2 separate regions of the Mus musculus genome follow, and region 1 is linked to region 2. The links are chromatin contacts, called in public Hi-C maps. All regions are on one chromosome and are shown on one strand. Each heading gives the region's core, a stretch centred on a gene start, on an enhancer-like site or on the middle of the called end of the contact. The rest is flanking DNA. Distances are from core to core; before and after follow the strand shown.

Region 1 (3,039 bases), core at 538-3,037, 150 kb after region 2:
TGACCCTTCACAAATATGAGAGAGAAATAAATGTTTATTGGCATATCATTTTGATTTTGGAAGTTTGTCTGGAGTGACTTCTAATATAAATGATTCAATTTTTATCATTTTGAGTTGTATACTTCAAGACAAGTCTCTTGCTTTATCAAATGTGAAAACATGCCCCATCCTGTGCCAAGAAATATGCTGCATCCCAAGTTTCTTTAAACATCCACAGAGACGGTGGCTAATGTCCATTCTGTCCTCACAATATCCCCGTATTGTCTTCAGTTTCTAGGGGAGGAAACAGAGACACAGAAAAGTTAAGAAATTTGCCTGGAGTCGCACAGAAAGGACCAAGCAACGTTACCAGGTTTAGCAGACTACAGCAAACAGGACATATTTAAAGCAAAGAAATTATACATTGTTCCTCTAAGTTCTAATTTAACTGGGTTTCCTATGTCTTATCTGCCAAATCTGTTAGGAGGGTACCCCAGAATTTGAAACCCAACAATCTGACCACAAGCTTCTTGACTCACTTCATTTTTCTTTTTCATTATACATGAAAGCAGACTCATGCAAACAGAGAAATCACAGTGACATCTGGCCAGTGCCCTGGAGCCACAGCTTCAGGCATGTAATGGGGACTGTAGGGAACAGTGACAAGATGAAGACTATATGCACCATATAAACAGCAGTCTTTATTGAGCTGTTACAGACTGCTGCCCTGTGGAAATCTAGTTATTTTTCTAAAATAATGGTCCTCAACCTGTGGGTCACAACCCCTTTGGGGTTACACGTTAGATATTTCGTTATGAATCCAGCAGTAGTAAAATTACAGTTATGAAGTAGCAATAAAATAATTTTAGGGTTGGTGGTCACCACAACCCAAGGAACTGTATTAAAGGGTTACAGCATTAGGAAGGTTGAGAAACCACTGTTCTAAAAGAAGTCACAAACTCAAATTTTCACAGGAAATTTTCCCATTTTAGGATTCTGGTAACTTCATCAAAAACCATAACCTGCCTGGATCCAAATAATTGTTAGCTCTAGTCTTGACTCAACCTTTATAGTGACTAGGGTACCAACTCTTGCTTTCACAAAGAGATGTCTCCCAAGCCATTGTTCTGTTGGTCTTCAGGTCCTGGGAGACTTCTACTTCTACACTGCTTTCTTCCTATGGAGGAGACATTCTAAGGACTGAAATGTGTAATTTACATAATTCTGGCTAAGGGCTAACAATAGAGCCTCTGCTAGGACGGCACATTGTACCAAGGGCATGTGGTAATGCCCATCTCCCTGTTTCATGAAGGACACAGAAGGGCAACTGTAGGAGAACTGGGAAGAGATCAACCTGGCATGATGGATATGTGAACAGGGTCAGCTGGGAAAAGATGCACAGGGAAGATTTCAATAAAGTCAAAGATGGAGAGGTGCCTAGAACAGAGACTAACTTGAAATCTAAGAAATGGATGCATACCTATTGATCAAGTAGAGCTTATTTTCTGAAGTTTAATATAAAGACCAAGAACTTGGTTCAACAGCCTTGAGTAGGAAGCCATTCTTTGTACTGTCCTCTCCCCATTTAATTGCATCCGTTTCTACTGATGCTGTTTTAAAGCACCATGCTCCCATGACAGTGGTCATGATCATCCTTTCATGCCTGACCTACTTCAATAGAATCTCCATCTCCATCCTCCCTTCAAATCACCCAGTTCAGCTTCAGTACAGAAGCCTGATATTAACATCATGCATTCCTAGCTTAAAGTTCCTTGATGGAATCCTATCCATCCTGCTTTTTAAAAAACAGGGTCTTGTATAGTCCAGATTGACCTCAGACATGCTATATAACCAAAGATGACACTGAGCTCCTGAGTCCTTTCTTTCTACCTCCCAGTGCCAGGACTACAGGTGTGCACTACCATACCAGGCATCCCACCTTAGTTTGAATTAAAACACAAAACCTCAGCTAAGTGTGTTGATAATCGACAGCAGGATCCAATCAATTTCTGGTCTGACTGGTGCTAGTCCTGGACCCGTTACCACTCTCATAACCGTGCTCTTCTCCTAAACAATATGGACCTCTTTCCTACCAAAAGTCTTTCCACTTCCTCTTCCTCCACTTGCCTGGTTGGTTGTCTTTTAATGATTAAAACTCCCAGCCCTGTTCCCTATACCAGAACACCATCTGCTCTCTCATGGAAATCTCACAATAACCTCTCATTATGTTTGTGAACAAGTAATGAATTATTGGATTCACTGTACCACGCCTTGTTCCTGCTGCTTGTGCTCAATGGTATAAATCGCAGTACCTGGCACATCTCAATGGTATACACTCAACAAAACACTGGCACAACATCTTCTCAATGGTATACACTCAACAAAACAGCTGATGGATGGAGGGTTTGAGTTTAGGAAAGTACCTTGGATGCGGTGTAGTACAGTCCTCTACTCCATGTAAAATTCCCAGCAATGTAAGTGGACTTGTAAAGTGTTGTTTGTCCCTTGACTCCATCAGTGTAAGGCAGCCCTATTTCATTTATCTCTCTATTTCTCTCTCTTGTAATAAAATACTATTCACATTCTGCCAGTGTTAGGCTCTGTACACTATTGCAAATCTCTACCATGGTGAGAATTTATCCACTTTTATAATTTTCCAAGTTTGCCTAATTATCTAATGCCACTTTTATACTGAAAACATTTCATAAAGTTATTTTGAATTAGACACACTGACTTTTCTTCAAGACATGGGGATGTGGAAAAGTGTTTTTTAAATATGTCTGAGAGATGTTTTTAAAATGCTACAAAATAAGATTGGATCTAAAACTCAAGGGTGATATGTGATTTGAAGCATTTAAGCTAGTATATTTAAATTCATTTTACCAATGGAGTGTGTGTGTGTGTGTGTGTGTGTGTGTGTGTGTATGTATCTGCTTGTATGTGTGTGTCTCTGTGTGTGCATCTGTTTGTGTGTGTTTCTCTGTGTATGTATGCATATGTCTTTCTGTATCTGTCTCTGTGTGCACGTGTATCTGTGTGGCTATGTTCTTATGCTTATGG
Region 2 (2,869 bases), core at 44-2,543:
TTTAAGCCTTTGATATGTATGCACAATCTGTATTACCCCAGAGGTTAGTTATAGAATAAGGGACTAGGCAGGAAGGAATGATCGCCAAAGGAAGGGGAATAGAATATAAAGTTATGGCGAGACAGTGGGAGTCTGGGGTGGAAAGATTAACTGGGGAGGGAGATGGAAAAGAGGTTAATGCAGGCAATATGGGAGGGGTAGTTAACACTAAGAGTCATGTGAGGGGGCATAAGGGAACCCACTGCTATAGAAGCTTCCTAAAATATGTACATATATGAAAGAGATCTAAATAGGGTCACCAAATAATGGGGAGACAATACCTCAACCGGACATCTCTTAGCATCCAGCAAGGCCTTCAGTGCCAGGAAATTGATGATATTTCATTGAATTAAAGGAGCTCCACATAAACCCCCAAACAACCAGGCTATTGCCAAGAAGACTGGTTGTTCTTCACAGATTGATTGCCAAGGCTCTATCACAGAAGACAGCCCATAGGCCCGCTGAGAAGTGGGAGTGAACACAGCCTCCCACCCCTAACCAAGACACTACTTATGATTGTAACAAAGGAAAAGTTATTTTTTTCCCCGTTGGCATACCACTGGGTATATTAATCACATTTAAGGGTAGGTCCCACTCTAGCAGTCGATGCTCAACACAAAATGAGCTCACTGGTATTGGTGTAGCCTTTTTGTCTCACATTGCTTTGTTTGTCTTCCTTGTCTTTTGCATGTGTAGTACGGCTTCAGATTTTGCGGGGTTTGTTTTGTATATGTGTGTTTATTTCTTTTTCCATTTTCGTTGCTGTTGTCTGCCTGTTTATTTTCTGAAAAGATGCAGGGCATCGGGGCGGTAGGGGAAAGGAAAGCATCATCAGAATATTTTTATGGAAAAGTTATTGTTGCTGTTGTTACATTACAAACTTAGACCTAAACTCTCTGATGAACGCAGCCAATCGTGAGTGACTCTGGCTAAAGAAGCTGCTAGATGCCCCGTTCCCAATGCTGTCCTACAGGACATCTTGTTCCAGAGCCCCCTACATCTTTCCTGCCTCAGGTTGAGCTTGTCATCCTTTTCAGGCCTGGTGGACTCTTCCTATTCCCTTAGTCACATCCTTTGAAGGCCATCCCTGAAGATCTTATCAATATAGTGGTGTCTCTGTTTTAATGCCTGTGTGGCTTCCATGGGACACATGCTACATTGTAATTATCTGAATTTATTTGTGCCTGTTTCTCTCTCACTAGACCATAGACTCTTTGAGGGCAAGGACTGTGGTTGGCTGGTTTCCTACCTTATTTACACAGCTTCGAATCCCCTCTGCTACACAGCAGGTAAATCTTGCAGCAGCAACTAATTACTGAGTGGCTAAGCAGCTGCACACAAGACTAAATCCCGCCTCCATGAGAGTGACTAACTAACAGAGTGTCTGACAGGCACTCAGACTGAAGTGTTGAATGAATTAATAATGTAAGAGGGACACTTAATCACGATAACACTGATAAAAGAGTAACTTACCACACAGCTCCTCTGACCCTTTGATACCAACCTTGTGGAAAAGAATAGCTTCCTTCGGCTCCATTTAAATTATTCAGGATAAAGGAGAGGAAGTAAGGCTCTCCAGGGAGTATGCTAGAATATCCGTGTGTGTGTGTGTGTGTGTGTGTGTGTGTGTGTGTGTGTGTGTGTATGCTAGAATATCCGTGTGTGTGTGTGTGTGTGTGTGTGTGTGTGTGTGTGTGAGAGAGAGAGAGAGAGAGAGAGAGAGAGAGAGAGAGACATTTTAGCCCAAAGGCATACCTTTAGGTAACTGCTGTCTACAGACTATGGGAACCAGGGAGATACACAAGTCTTGGGGCACTCCTGATGTCCTGCTAACAGCCACGAAATCTGCTTTTCCTAGGAACTAAAGTATCAAAGTTGGAATCAATTTTTCTTCTTTTTTTTTTGAGACAGGGTTTCTCTGTGTAATCTTGGCTGTCCTGGAACTCACTCTGCAGACCAGACTGGCCTTGAACTCAGAGATCCACCTCTGAGTGCTGGGTTTAAGTGTTCAGTTGACTGTTAAAAAATAAATAAATGAAGGCATATGCATCAACACTGCTCAGCTTCTTTTTTAAAAAATGTAAACCCTGCTTGAGATGATAAAATTGATGCCCATTCTGCAAGCCCATGAAAAACTGAAGACAACAATAAACAACAGAATGAAAGTTACTCTTGGTGGTATCCCCCACCCCCCTGTACTTTGCTTTGGCTTTGTGTTGAAAGATATAATTTAAGCTCAAATTTAAATCTTGACTCCATACTCTATGACTTTGACATTCTAGGTGAAACAAACATAATTTCCATGTTGCTATCATGGTTGTTACTGTTTTTATTTAAATGCCTGGAACAGAAGAACACGCTCTTTTTTTTCCCCTTAAGTTTTTGAGGCAGGGTTTCTCTATGTAGCGCCAGCCGTCCTGGAACTCGCTCTGAAGATCAGGTTTGCCTTGAACTCCGAGATCTGCCACCTCTGCTTCTAGAATGCGGGAATTAAGGGCACGTGTCACCAGCACCTGGCTTATTTTTAATTTTGCTGAATGATTAGGGAAGATGGAAAGTAAAAGTTACTGAAAGCACACACATTGATGAGACAGAGGCGTCAGCCTGACTCTGTCCCACCCCTCCTCTTTCTCTGCTTTGGTTTTCTGAGACAGGATCTGGATCTGGACCTCAGGTGAGCTAAATATGGCGTCCCTGCCTGACTGCTAAATGTTCAGGGGTGTTTCAGCTCCCAGTTTTTGCTGCCCAAATGCGATAAGGTTCACTATCAATTGATCAGAGTCCTTCTTCCCTCCTTCCCTTCCTGCTTCCCTTCTTCCTCCCCCATCTC

The links. A called contact is a pair of places that touch in the nucleus more often than the background predicts.
Region 1: a contact with region 2 is called in a Hi-C map of the N1E-115 cell line, with 3 times the contacts expected there. The contact joins two enhancer-like sites. A contact is called at or near these places in 7 of 39 promoter capture datasets (the 3T3-L1 cell line, cranial neural crest, frontonasal cranial neural crest and 2 more), 1 of 15 datasets of contacts at CTCF or cohesin (the NIH/3T3 cell line), 14 of 484 Hi-C or Micro-C datasets (the G1E-ER4 cell line, the N1E-115 cell line, adipose-derived mesenchymal stem cells and 9 more), 3 of 115 datasets of contacts at active chromatin or transcription factors (astrocytes and embryonic stem cells) and 1 of 9 other capture datasets (embryonic stem cells).

The regions. Positions count from the first base shown.
Region 1 is chr6:94,963,819-94,966,857 of GRCm38.p6, forward strand. No RefSeq gene overlaps it. Among named protein-coding and RNA genes, the nearest start is that of 4930511E03Rik, 22 kb to the left of the region's middle. Within about 2 kb of position 1,788, at least 5 of the 459 cell types and tissues checked have an H3K27ac peak or open chromatin away from gene starts, as enhancers often do. A contact at or near this core is called in the N1E-115 cell line, where this site is marked.
Region 2 is chr6:94,810,673-94,813,541 of GRCm38.p6, forward strand. No RefSeq gene overlaps it. Among named protein-coding and RNA genes, the nearest start is that of Lrig1, 110 kb to the left of the region's middle. Within about 2 kb of position 1,294, at least 4 of the 459 cell types and tissues checked have an H3K27ac peak or open chromatin away from gene starts, as enhancers often do. A contact at or near this core is called in the N1E-115 cell line, where this site is marked.